2 separate regions of the Danio rerio genome follow, and region 2 is linked to region 1. A link is a contact called in public HiCAR-type data. All regions are on one chromosome and are shown on one strand. The core of a region is the stretch at or near the end of the contact, and the rest is flanking DNA. Distances in the headings are between cores, read along the strand shown. Region 1 holds the start of proca1 (protein interacting with cyclin A1). Region 2 holds the start of tada2a (transcriptional adaptor 2A).

The links. HiCAR-type assays count read pairs that join an accessible place to other places.
Region 2: a HiCAR-type map of caudal fin shows a contact between it and region 1, with 5 times the contacts expected there. The contact joins the promoter of tada2a here to the promoter of proca1 in region 1. A contact is called at or near these places in 2 of 4 datasets of contacts at active chromatin or transcription factors (caudal fin and embryo).

Annotation. Positions count from the first base shown.
Region 1 is chr15:17,875,358-17,882,230 of GRCz12tu, forward strand. It overlaps proca1 (protein interacting with cyclin A1), which reads right to left and starts at 4,378. Exons shown (of 4, transcript XM_009291571.5): 1 at 3,784-4,378; 2 at 3,543-3,675; 3 at 2,048-2,182; 4 at 165-1,952. The coding sequence starts at 4,300. The coding sequence ends at 548. The region is part of intron 2 of LOC141377804 (a long non-coding RNA gene); the gene reads right to left.
Region 2 is chr15:18,212,328-18,219,200 of GRCz12tu, forward strand. It overlaps tada2a (transcriptional adaptor 2A), which reads left to right and starts at 4,413. Exons shown (of 14, transcript NM_001077141.1): 1 at 4,413-4,637. The coding sequence starts at 4,613. It overlaps si:ch211-33e4.2 (a long non-coding RNA gene), which reads left to right. Exons shown (of 4, transcript NR_170081.1): 4 at 373-712. It also overlaps a transcript of rab34a not described here.

The DNA of each region.
Region 1 (6,873 bases), core at 3,128-5,627:
AGAACAAAGACTGTCATAAATGTTCTGCAGGTACTTGGGTTCGTTTTTTTTCAAGGAGGGCAAATAATCAGGTTACCTGGAAATACACTCAAAACTATTAAAAAACAAAACCCGTATTGTGTAGCGGAGGAATGTTTTCTTAAACCACACTTTAGGAGAACCACCAGTGCTCATATTTACTTTATTCGGCAATCATGTCGAGAAACAAATGCTTCTCAAGAATTGATCTGATTTGTCAGTTTAGCATCAGCAGAGCTATAAAAACAGAAGATAAAAACATGCAGTTTATTAAAAACATCATATCGGATGACAGTGTTTCGGATCAACCATGTTCCATGTTCCAACCATGTTCCTGGAGGACCACCAGCTCTGCACATTTTCTGTGTCTCCTTAACCAAACACACCTGATTCAGATCTTCAGCTCAGTAGTCGAGACTGAAAAACCTTTAAGAGGTGTGACAGAGAAAGGAGGCATGCAAAACATACAGAGTTGGTGGCCCTCCAGGAACGTGCTTGAGAAACACTGTCCTAGAAGATGAGGTGATCTTCACTCTCTCTTAACTTTTCCATGCTTTTCTCCTGCTCCTCTCTCTCTGCTTCTCTTCACTTTGGTCTTTCCAAGTCTGCGGGGAGGCATGGACGGAGTGTTAGTCTGTAGATTAGGAATCACTGTATGTACCTCCGGGTCCTTTAACTGAAACTCATTGTCCTTTTCGATTAGTGTCGGCAGGGGTGTCGTGTCTGCAACATCAGGCAAAACGGCTTCGTAGCAGATTTTGATGACACGCCGCCCTCGCTTGATGTCCTTCGAACTCTGTTGTGCATTTTCAAGATTGTCCAATCCCAGTCTCTCTTGCAAGTCAGTCGGTTCAACAGTGCTTGTGGACAATAGAGGGTCTTCAGAGGTAGATTCACGAGGGAGTTCTTCGTTAGAGGAAGCAATGACTTTCCTTTGTCTCTTTCTTCCCTCTCTCTGCCTTGGTGTTTTGGATTTAACAGGTGTTCCTACTAGTCCCTTTTCGTCCGTGTACTGTGTACTTTGTGTCACCTCCAGTGTAATGGGGCTCTCTGTGGTTGATGTTGCAAGGCTAGCACCTTCGGGCGCACTTACTGAAAGTGTTTCTTCTTTGAAATAAGCTTGGGAAACTTCTGTGGAAGGATTGTTTTTTCTTTGCTTTTTCTTTCCGCCTCTTTGTCTTAGCTTGGCTCTGTTCTTTTCACGGCTGGCGGGGGTAATGTGATCTCTAGGTGAGGGAGAAACCAACTCAGTGTCATTTACTTGCCTGTACTCAAGAATCTCTGGATCTTTACCAGTCTTCACTAAGGATTGATCAGCATCCCGATTATCATTCGACCTTTGAGGATCATCCCTCATCATCTTATTAGAAAGCGCCCCATTTCCTACTGCGTCTAGCTCGCTGTTCATGAAATTGTTTTCTTTTACGCTTAATTGATTTGTGTTTGGTGTTTCCTCCATGTAGTTGTTCTTACCCATGACTTCTTCATTTGGATTTGTCGCACCGGACGCACCTTCATCGACTTTTAACACAGCATCAAGTTTTTTATTCTTCTTCCTGCCTTTACCCTTGCCCCTTTTCTTCTTGTTCTCCTTTTTCTTTTTGCCAGAGGTTTTCTTCTTCTTCTTCTCTGACGTCTGAGTTTCTCCTTTCCCTGCATCTGTGGATGAGCTTTGAGAGGTGGAGACTGTGGCGAGCACTTTAATGAAATCCTCTGCGGCCGTCACCACATTTGTAAGCGAGGGCTCCTCGGGACTCGTGGTCTTTGGGAACGTTGACTCTGTTGTGCTTTCAGTCTTGTTCTGCATCTCTTTGTCTGACTGCTTTCCCTTGAGAGGAGCGAGAGTCAGTACGTCAATGACATCAATACCCCCGAAGTCATACGGGATTGATTCTTTAATCACTGCAACAGGAACTCTTTCATACTTTTTACACCTTCATGATAGAGAGGACAAACAAAAGTTTCATGAATGTTTTTTCAAGGGTATGCTTGAGTTTAATCCTAAATATTAAATCGATTTGATACTTACACACCATACCAGTGGCGCTCAACACACTGCTCTTCAAATGAAAACTCGAAGCAAGGCACTTCGATCACATTAAAGAAAGCTTGTCCAACCACTCGGGAGGAGGTGTCATTGACGAGCCTCAGGCATTCTTTTAAGCTGAAAGAGGCAGATATAAAAGTCTGTATAAATATGAAGATGGCTTGAAAATATCAGATTTCTTTAAAGCTTTTTAAATATAGATTAGCTAATATCAATTTTATTTGAAAACACTCCAACTCTTTTTGTTCTACCTGATTTAACTTATTCATTTAGTTTTGGTTTAACCTACACTATTAATAAATACTGCAAATATGTATGTATTTATTTTGTTTTATATTTTTTTTGCAGCAGCAACACAATAAATGAACCATTTTGGTTTCCTCAAATAACCTTTTAGAACAGGCATACAAACTTTTTTGTATGAAGAGCCAAACACCAAATCTCATTGATAGCCGTGGGCCGAAGATAAATATACCATTATATAACCTGCCATGGGTAATTTCCTAATTCATATAATTTTTTTCATATGATTAAAAAAATAGAAAACTATACTTTGAATTGTATTAACTAATGCAAAATCAATTTTTAAATGATAACTTATTGCAATAAAACATAAACAATCATATTTATAACACAGTGGAGTTCAATGCTGAACACACTAGCCAAGCAGAATCTGCCTTTGCCTTGATTCACTCACCAAAGTCTCTGCATTGTCCTCTATCCGTTTTATGTACATTTCAAACTAAATCTGATTACCTTACATTTCAATTGAAACTTTTAATTTCAGATAGCCTTTTTTGTAGCTTAACAGTAAAACAAAGAAATAAAATTGTACATCTAAACCTCTTTCAGATGGGAAGGGGGGCCAAATCAAAGGTTACCATGCCAACTTTGGCCAGCGGGCCCTAGTTTGGGCATGTCTGTTTTAGAGAATGGTTCCTAAAATAACAATTTTTGTAAGAGTAAAGAAAGTTTTAATCTACAGTAACACCATAAAGAATCTATTATGCAGTAAAAAGCCTCAGTTGATGTTAAAGACTCTTTATGAAACATCCAATGCCAATTAAAACCATCCAAAATATCTTCCTATAACAATATATTGTCCTTAAAATGTTTATTTTTCATTGTAGGTAGTTAGCGTCAGGATTTCTCATAACTAAATCCCCCTGTTCTCCATCCACACTGTAAAAAAAAAATATATATATGAGTCTATTCAACTTATGAGTCTATTCAACTTATATTATGTTAAACTGACTTAGAACAGCTTGTGTAACTTTACAATCAAGTTAAAACACGATTAACTTTTAATTAATTAGTTAAAAACATATGCTGTCAGGATTAATTGATCATATTGTTTACAGTGCACGAAAGAGTCATTTTAAAATATGGTAATTAATATGTCCCATCATAAAGTATGTTGTAATAACAGCGGCATTAGTAAATTTGATTACACACAGCTCGTACACATTCAACTTACGCATTGTCGCAGTCACAATGGCTGAGTGAGTGCCATTTAAAGTTGGTATATCCATAGTTGGAGGAGAACGCATGGATGACATATGGGCAGTGATCGTGAACGCGGCAACATCTGTCAGTCTCTTCGAACTCGCCTGGGAAAAAAATAGATCAAATGAAACTTGATAATCACCCTTCTAAAACTAAAGTCCGAGATTAAAATGATAATTATAATGCACAAATAAGTAGCTTAGTCAACTCACCCAGCTGCTCATAATGATCTGCGATGTTTCCAGCACCACACCAAAGAGTGCCAGGATAAGTGAAGCCTCGCTTGGTTCGCGTCTTCTTGTTGCTCGCCTCTTTCACTTGTTTTGTCGTCGGTATCACATTCTTGGCTCCTTTTGATCTCAGCTTGTTACAGTTCGCCTTCGCTTCGGACACCCCAGTCAAGCTCATCTTCAGGTCGGAGCTCATTTGGTTTCTTAGGCCAAGTCTGCAGACATGCATAAAGGATTTGACCTGCATTTGGTTTTGGATGACTGAGCAGTCGAGCAGGCGCCCCTCGGAGTCATGCACAGAGCGGACCTCTTCTGCCCCATCGGTGACCTGATGGAGGTGGTACTCTCCTACAACTGAACTTTTGGCGCAAAGAGTGTTGTTGAGCATGTAAAAGAGCTCCTTGCTCTCCTTTTCGGCATCTAAAGTCTGGCTCAAGAACTCTCCTTTAACAAAGTTTCTGTCTAGATAAGACAGAAAAACGAAAAACACGGACCACATCGCGGCGGGCGGCACTTTCAGCACCACAGAGCGTCAGACAGCACCGCAAGCTCTCCTGAGTCCTGACCAGCGACTGCCGGCTTCTTTCACACTGCCTATTAATATATTGCCAGTCAATAATGGGAGGGGTCTGTCATTTAATTAACTCTTTCCTCCTCCAGTGAACTTGAATACCCCTTGTGCATCTGTTTCCTCCTCCTGGCGTCTTTATGGCAAGTGAACAATGTGCAGTGATTTCCAAATGGACACTTTATGCGTGTGTAAAACCCTAAAGGGCAAATGCTCTTAATTTCTAAGAGGAATTTTGCATGGCAAATGGATGTTTTATTGCTTTATTCCAATTCGATGCATTTTTAGAATCACATTTTGTATTATTTTATTATTTTTCTGATTAAGCACAAAATAAAACATCATACTGAACGCAAAAAGTATTCAAGGCAAATAGAAGCATAATGTAGAAATTAAACAAGAAAATATTGAGATGTGGGAAAAGTGATTTAAAATAAATAAAAGGTCGTTTTTCCCATTAAAAGAGTACAAATTTAACTATCTTTCATTGCGCAAAAGATTCTTTATAGTGAAAAAACTGTTCTTGAAATTTTTTTAGAAAAAAAATTCACAGAAATGAGAATTTAAAGATGTTTTTCGTGGCTTTAATATAAAATTCACTTTTAGAACATTTATTTTAAAAGTCGGGTTTTTAAATCAGTCCAAGGCACTCGAAAAATGTGGGAAAATATTATAAAAGCCTTCATTCACATGGATATTCGTTAAAACTGTACCATGCGTAAAATTGCATGTTTTGTTTTATACCACAAAAGTTAAAGTCCGAGAACGCTTAAAGATTGCACCAATTCGTTCCTCGATGAATTTTCATTATGATCTGTATTGAATACTCCATTTACCACTATGTAAAACAGGCTCTCTATCTCACAGCGTAGGCCTATATGTTTTGTTTTAAATGCCATTAAAATATATAGCATAATACTGAAATCACATATTTTCAAGTACTTTCGATCCTTTTAAATTCCTCAAGTGCGAAAAAAAATTCTGTATCTATGACAATAATATAATAGAATATTTCTTAACAAAATGCAAAACCCTTATTAATGCATGCTCCTTTTAATCAAATCGTTATTGCACATGCATGCGAATATGTTCATAATGGGATAGATGTAATGGATATCTGTGTGTCTGACCGCTAGTAACCCCATCGCTCCCCACACCTCGAGATTTTTTCTTTGGTGACGCAGCAAGGAGGAGGTTCCTTTGGCGCTTTCCATAGTAACAAGAGATGGGGTGATTCTTCCGACCCAACGAGATTGGGCATTCTAATTTCACAAAAGAAATGGGTAGTGACCTAATTTGGAACAGTGGGCTTTTTCAGTGCAGACCAATCAAGATCTCCATGTAGTTATACAGAACATCAGTCAGTGTCTTTTCCTATGGTTACATGGATCTTAATGTTCGGACTCTTAACAGATGCAGGCGCCAGGAAAGCGAACAGGCGGAATTTGAGAAGAGAATGCACGTTTGTTTATAAGTAAATATGTTTGAAATTGTACATGATTGTTGCGAGCAAGCAATAAAATATTGTGATAATTCTGTTGCTGCATTTCTTTCAGAGAAACAAAAATATATTTATTATTAGGCTACTATTTAAAATATGTAAATATTTTATCATATTTTGCCTGTATAGCCTACCTAATAATATTTGGTGTAAACCGTTTAAAGGGTTTTACAAAAAAAAAAAAAAAAAAAAAAAACTGAAGTATCATATAAAAGAGGGATTGAGCATGTGTAAGTACAAATGCAAAATATTTACGGTCGCGGCTTTCAGAAAGTCCCCCAACAGTGGGCTTTGGCAAAGAAATCGGATTGGTGGGGGAGGAAACAACTGATGTAAAATCACCAGAGGCAACATGCGACATTGTTAGAAAATCCGTCCCTTGTATTATTAAAAACTTGTGCCAGGATACTAATCACTCCGTGCTCCACATACCTGACGAATTGTTTATTTTTTGCACACATTTAGCCTACCTAATTTCTGGTAACATTACATGTAACAAAAAACCCTTTAAATCTTGACATTTAAGCTTAAAACTGCGTAAATTACATGTATTTGCATGAAAATTACGGGTTAGATCTTTGGATTGTGTGGATAAGGCTATAGTCCTACAAAATTAGTTGCAGTGCAATGGAAACATGTTTATCCACTTTGCACAATATAACTGTTAATATTGCTTAGGCTTTTCCCCCTCCAGCATAAAAAAGCAATGCACTGAAAAATATTAATAATTAAGCGAGCAAAAGTCAAATTTAATAAATCAAAGTTAGTGCAAACCTACTTTAAGAAGAAAGTTTAACCGTTGTGTGTAATTGTTACTCTTTGTTAATATTTATTTAACCAATTCCTGATTATTTATTTTTCTGATTATTTATATTGATTTTCACTGCTATAAATTTCATTAGCCTGCTCAACCACAATGGTGAGTGAAAGAACCACATTGTGTGAAATATGTCTTATTATTAGGGCAAAATGGAGTGACTCTAAACCTGCACGTTTAACCAGT
Region 2 (6,873 bases), core at 3,163-5,662, 340 kb after region 1:
GGTCATTTTATGTCCAGCATTTACTACACAGAGCACACACTCTCCCATTCACACACTACGGAAAAATAATTTTATTCAGTCCACCTGTAACACTTCTTTGGACCATGAGGGAGACTGGAGAACCTGGAATAAAAATATAGAGAGAACATGCAAACTCCACGCAGAAATGCTGCCAGGTCTAGCCGGGACTCAGAACAAGTCACCTTCTTGCTGTGAGGTGACAATAACCACTTAGCAAATGTGAAGCCCCATGTGAAAATCGCCTTCTTCGATTAATCACCCAGCTCTACTTAGAAATGTCATTTTAAGTGCATGTCTGTTCAGAATTCATTTGCAATAACCACACACCCTGCATAATCTGTTCCAATACAGCTCAAACACCTTGTCCAATGCTGCATGTGAGAGTTGTTGTAGAGACTCACATCCATGTTCACAAGCAGCACCCCAAAAAGAAGAGACCTGGGAGAAGAGGGAGGAATGCTGGCCATTAGAAGTCTAGTTTGGGAGTTAATTGCGTTGCGTAATCCATTGGTACTATTTAACTGGGATCCTTTGTTGTGATTAGATCAAGAAAGATGTAAAATTGAGTTTACCCTGTTGAAAAGGCTCCAAGTAATGGTCTTTACAATGGTATTATAGGCTATCATCCTTGGTTGTTCATGTTCATTGTTTATAATTAAAAATCAAATAAAAAGCCTGAGAACTGTTCTAATATGCTGTGTTATTAATTTGACATTTCACACTGCTTTACACAAATCAACGTGTTTCCCACATGACAAGACCATACCTGTCGACATTGGTATGTGAAAATAAGTAGTCAGTTGTCAGGAATGGGTGACCATTTGAGCAAACCAAAGGCATTTATTTTGTAATGTTTCATTAGTGACCTCTGCTGGCATTTTGACACCAGCTGGATTCTCTCTGAAAGAAAGTAATGGTCAAACAAGTTATTCAGACCAGATCAGCTAGTGCACAAGTGCAGTCCTGCACCTCTCATTGATGGTTTCTGTCACAGCTGGAGCTTCCAACAGCTGCTGCACTGACAAAAAAGTCAATTTGCAATGGGCTATACATGCAACAAGTGTTTTTCAGCCACCAATAAACTTCCATTGAATGGTTAATCTGACTATAGTATATTCAATTTCATAAGGTTCCTTTTACAGCACTGATAATGTAATTTAATTAAAATCTAATCAGTTAAATAGACTTAAGCATTTATTTAGTTGTTGAGGCATAAAACGAGATAAAAGGCCATTTAAATGTTTAACACATGCGCTGCAGGAGCAGCAGGCAAGCAGAGAAACTCAAATGAAAATACTGTGGTAAAATATATTGTCATATTTGATAGACATGGTGTGGAACAATGTAATGCAATAGGGTATACTGAATGCAGAAACATGCTGAAGGACTTTTAATTTGTCAGTAACCTGGGTCAAACGCTTCCAGTGAACAGTATGCTATTACAAAATCGGTATGTTTATGGTCTGTTTTCTTTAAAAATGAACGATCTTCACTTCCTAAATGATATACGTTGTAAAATGGGCCTCAGACTGTACAAGAAGCACTGAATTAAATTACATTTTCCCATGTCATGTCTTTAAAATATTTTAATTTGTTTTACTCAAGTGTTTCCAATGGTGTTTCTGTGCTTGCCTGCTGATCCTGATGGGTGCGTGCATGTAAACAGCTTTTCATCTCGGTTTCCGCTTCAACAACTAAATGAATGCTGAACTCTATTTAACATATCGATTTTAATTACATTACAACATTGATGCTGTAAAAGGAACTGTGTAAAATTGAAAAAAAGTCACATTAACCGTTCACCGGAAGTTTATGGGTATGGGAAGAAATACTAGCTCTGCATATACCCTATTTAGTGCTTCTTGTTTGGTCTAAGGCCCACTTTATATCGTATCTCAATTAGGCAGTAAAGAAGATCATAGATTATTTTTAAGAAATCAAATCTTAAACGTGACTATTTTGTAATGCCATGGCAGTTCACCGGAAGCTCTTAAGTTGACTTACTGAAAATTAAAAGTCCCTGTGCATTAAAAGTCCCATTGGCTCTTTTATTTTGAAGACAATGAAGACTATTCCATCATATTGCATGTGTTTTACTTTAAATACTGTGTGTTTTACTTTAAATACTGTATATGTGTGCCCAGAGTTTGTATGTCCTAAGACTCTGATGTCAATATGTCTATCATCTTGAAGTGTTAAATATTTAAACTAACCACTAAAACATGAAATCACTAAAAATAAATTTGAAATTAGTTTTTCAAGATGCCACAACATTGTGCAGCAAACCATTCATGGACCATCATTGACTGCTCCAATATGGGAGAAGTCTTTCTAAATAAAATTTGCATACTCATTGTAAACTAGCAGTTTCACATTTGTGCTTTTAAATTTACAATCGAGCAATTCCATTCAAATGTCAACTTTGCTATGAAAAAAAAAATAGTTTTCACCAAAATAGCAACCATTTCTAAATTTATTTGTGGAAGCAAGTATTTTACAGTACTTTAGAAACACTCAAAAATATCTCGTTAATGTTTTACATTTGATTTACCAAAGTCATACAAGTGGATATTACAAATCTTTCACATCCATAACCATTTTTTTTCTCATTGCAATTAATAAAATCAGTATTTTTTATTTCCTATAGTAAGCCAACTCTTATCCTTACGATTAGCATTGTTTATTTTGGGGTGTGCAGTTTAATTCACAGAATTTCTACAAAGTATGTCGAATGCTGTAAACTCACTAACTTTTTTCATCATCCATAACGCATGTTTATTTCCCTCATTTAAGATCTAAAAAATGTTTACAGATCGATGTTTTTCTGATCCCATTACTCTGTGGTTAGTTGTTTTGGAAAATATAAACACGTTAACAGTTTCTCTGTGAATTTATGTTTTGCAAAAGTCACATCCATAACGCTGGAATAGCTCAATCATGAATTTAAAACGGTTGGATGATTTTTTCACAATTTATAATAACAACAAGAATAAATGGACTTAAATACAGTGTTTTTTTTTTCAGAGGTTAAGAGACAGAGTAAATGTTATCTTTTCCTAAATTCAATTAATTTAAAAAGCTAAATGGACAATACATAAAAGTGTGCATAACTAAAAATATCAGGGTGATACTTCAAAATAATGGTCTGTTAGTTAATGTTTGTTAATGCATTTACTAACATGAACTAAGCATTATCAAATCTGTATGGCATTTTTTGAGTTCAACATTATTCATTCATTCATTTTCTTGTCGGCTTAGTCCCTTTATTAATCCGGGGTCGCCACAGCGGAATGAACTGCCAACTTATCCAGCAAGTTTTTACGCAGCGGATGCCCTTCCATCTGCAACCCATTTCTGGGAAACATCCACACACACATTCACACACACACACTCATACACTACGGACAATTTAGCTTACCCAATTCATCTGTACCGCATGTCTTTGGACTGTGGGGGAATCCGGAGCACCCGAAGGAAACCCACGCTAAGACATGGAGAACATGCAAACTCCACACAGAAACGCCAACTGTTCGACCCAGCGACCTTCTTGCTGTGAGGCGACAGCACTACCTACTGCGTCACTGCCTCGACCGAGTTCAACATTATTAAAATCTAAAGTTGTGCTTGTTAATATTAGTCAGTGCACTGTGAGTTACGTTGACTAACAATGAACAACTTTATTGTCATTAACAAACGTTAAAAAAGAGGAACAAGTACTGTAATAAATCTGTTGTTCATTAGCATTTCCTCATTTGCTCATGTTAGTAAATACAATAACCAACATTAACAAAAGGAAAAATGAAATTTCATAAAATTAAGATATTGACGGTTCATTTCGCTGTGGTAACCACGCTAAAGCAAGGAAAAGGCCAAAGGAAAGTAAAAGTAAAAATTATAATTATGTAATTTATATATCAATGTAATAACCTAATAATAATAATAATCATAATAATAATTCTAACTTTCATAGTAATCTATTAATACTAAATAATGTATAAAAACAGGATCATCCTGAAGCTGAACCATCGACATTATATAATAGATATCAATTATAAATATCTATGAGTTGAACGCCTCTTATAAAACTATGAGAAATGAATCCGTAAAAAAATACTTACGATGATTTACAGGTGGGAAAGTGATGAAAACGAAATATCTGGTCTGATATTCCTCAAGTGTCCAGTGTAAAGTAGGCTATCAGTTATACTGTAGATGATTATTAAAAGTCACTTGAGAGATCTTGACCTCACTGTAGAAAGGCTGAGCTCGCGAGTCTGTCACATATTCATGTATGTATGTATCGCGCAGGTGCCGCTGAGGGGCGCTGTGGAAGAACGTCACTTCCCCTCCTAATGTTGTTCACTGAGCTGCACAGATCGAGCAGAAGCACTGTGTTTACATTCTCAATAATGTGTTAAACAGAGCATAAGATTATGTTTTTATTCTTTGCTTTTTAACGACGAGGCATAATCGGTACAACCGCCCAGTTTAATTCAGCACAAATCACAGAAAGATCTCAATTTTTTTCCAAACGAGTGGAAGAGGAGGAGGAAGGTTTTACATTTTCCAGATCCCATCATTCATTTACAACATGGATAGACTGGCGTCATTTGGAAGTAAGTTTCTTGTTTAGTAAATCTAGTACTCTTGGGGAAACAGCCTAAATATGAAAACTAAATAGCTCTGGTATTTGATACAGAAATGTACCATAGTAAACGGATGTCAGCTAAAATGACTCTGTAAGAGCCATTTACGACGTACGTTGTATTTTGTGCCATGACAATATTTGAATTTCTCTGGAGTACATCATGTTATGATAATACACTTATTAATAACGCTTAACATAATGCATATTGCAGTACGGCATCTTAAACTGTACCATGCTGCCCCCGATTTGTAATACATATAACTTATATAAAACAAATCAGTGCATTAAAGTATAAAGTCATGATTTCTTTAAAAAAATGTGTATATATATTTTTTTATATAAATAAATAACAATAATTTAAAGTATATATATGAAATAAAATGTAGCATATGAGTTTTTTAATGTTTATTTTTTATACAAATATTTAATTTGTAAATTTATTTATTGTATTTAAAACATTTTATAACTATTTATATTGTGAGTTTAATGAATGTAGTAAATAATTCACAATGCTTTTAAGTGGAATATATGATGCTGTACCATGGTGTTGTAATTCATAAATGGTAAAACAAATTATATTAATGGTAGAAACTATAAAGTAAAATGCAGTAGCTGCAGTGCATTAACTGTAATCATACCTCAGGTGAATGTTGTATTAACCAGAAATAGTTTTAAGACCCCCTTACTGTATACTTTATGCTTCACAAATAGGCATAGGTCGGTATAAGATTCTGACGGTATGAGAACTTTGGATAAAATTATCACAGTTTCACAGTATTATTAGTGCTCTAAAATAAGTTTTTAAATGTCTGGGTGAACAACTAAAACTTTTCCACCTAGTTTGAACACAATATAGTTTATTTTGAGAAACATTTAAAATATTTTGGAAAAGTAAACGTGTCCTAAATTATTGAAATGAATCATTGACTTCTGCTGTTTTCATTAGTTTCAAAACACTGATTTCTTTACAACTTGAAAAGACATCTTCGCAAATGTTTTTCTTCTGGAGATACTGTTGTCCTAAAAAAAACAAACAAAAAAAAAACACGTAAATAAAAACCGTACAAACACCGTAGGAACGGTATAACAGAAAACTTTGGCGGTTTTAAATCATTGACTTTTCCAAACTGCGTTGTACTTTGAAACCTGTTATTGTCCCATGGCTATTCACAAATTAATGTTTTTCTTAAATATACTCTTATTTCCTTATAAACTATATATATATATATATATATATATATATATATATATATATATATATATATATATATATATATATATATATATATTCATTAAAAACTAATTATCTAATAACGTAATAATAACAGATATTTGTAATAAAATACTACATTTGATTTTGGTGGGTTATATTTTTCACTTTTCGTTATAATTCATAGTTTTTTTAATAAGTATCAGCTTTATAACATAGTAATATGTTTTGACATACATTCAAGATTAGCTAAATAAAATAAATGCTTTAAAAATAAAATAATGGTTTTCTTTCACATTTGTAGAATATTTTATAAACACAAGAAATATTAAACATTTATTCTAAGCAACAAACAATAAATCAAGTGTCATATTTGAAAATATATTGTACACTTTTGTAAAAACTGGACTTCTTGAACGTTCTGGTTTGATTAGGTACTGTTTGTGTCTTTTAATGTTATTATTTGTTTCATTTATTCATAAAGAATATTAAATTATTATTTTGTAATTTTGTGACTAGATACAGTAGCTCTAAATCACACTATTTTTTGTGATGTATAGAACAGAATTTCTTTATTTCACAGAAATTATTATTTTTACTTAAACACATACTGTACATGTGTTGTACAGTATGTATTGTATTGTGTTACAATAAAATTTATTTTTAGACATGCTTATATTTTCTCTTTTTCTGACAGCACAATACCATTTGAATTTTTGAATTCAGAAGAATTTTTTAAAAAAAAGTATTATTTGGTGTCATATCCCAGATTTTTTTTAATCACAACAAATTAAAATATTTGGATATTTTATACTAAACTTTATTACTTTGAAAATATTGGATTTGTTTAGGTAAAATTTTAAGTAAAATAAATGTTAATATTTATTTTATTTATAAAATAAATGTTAATATTTATTTTATTGGAATTGTTTTTTTTTTTTTTTCAGAAAACATCCAAAAAGGCTCTAAATGACTAAATTTTTGTTCATGAACT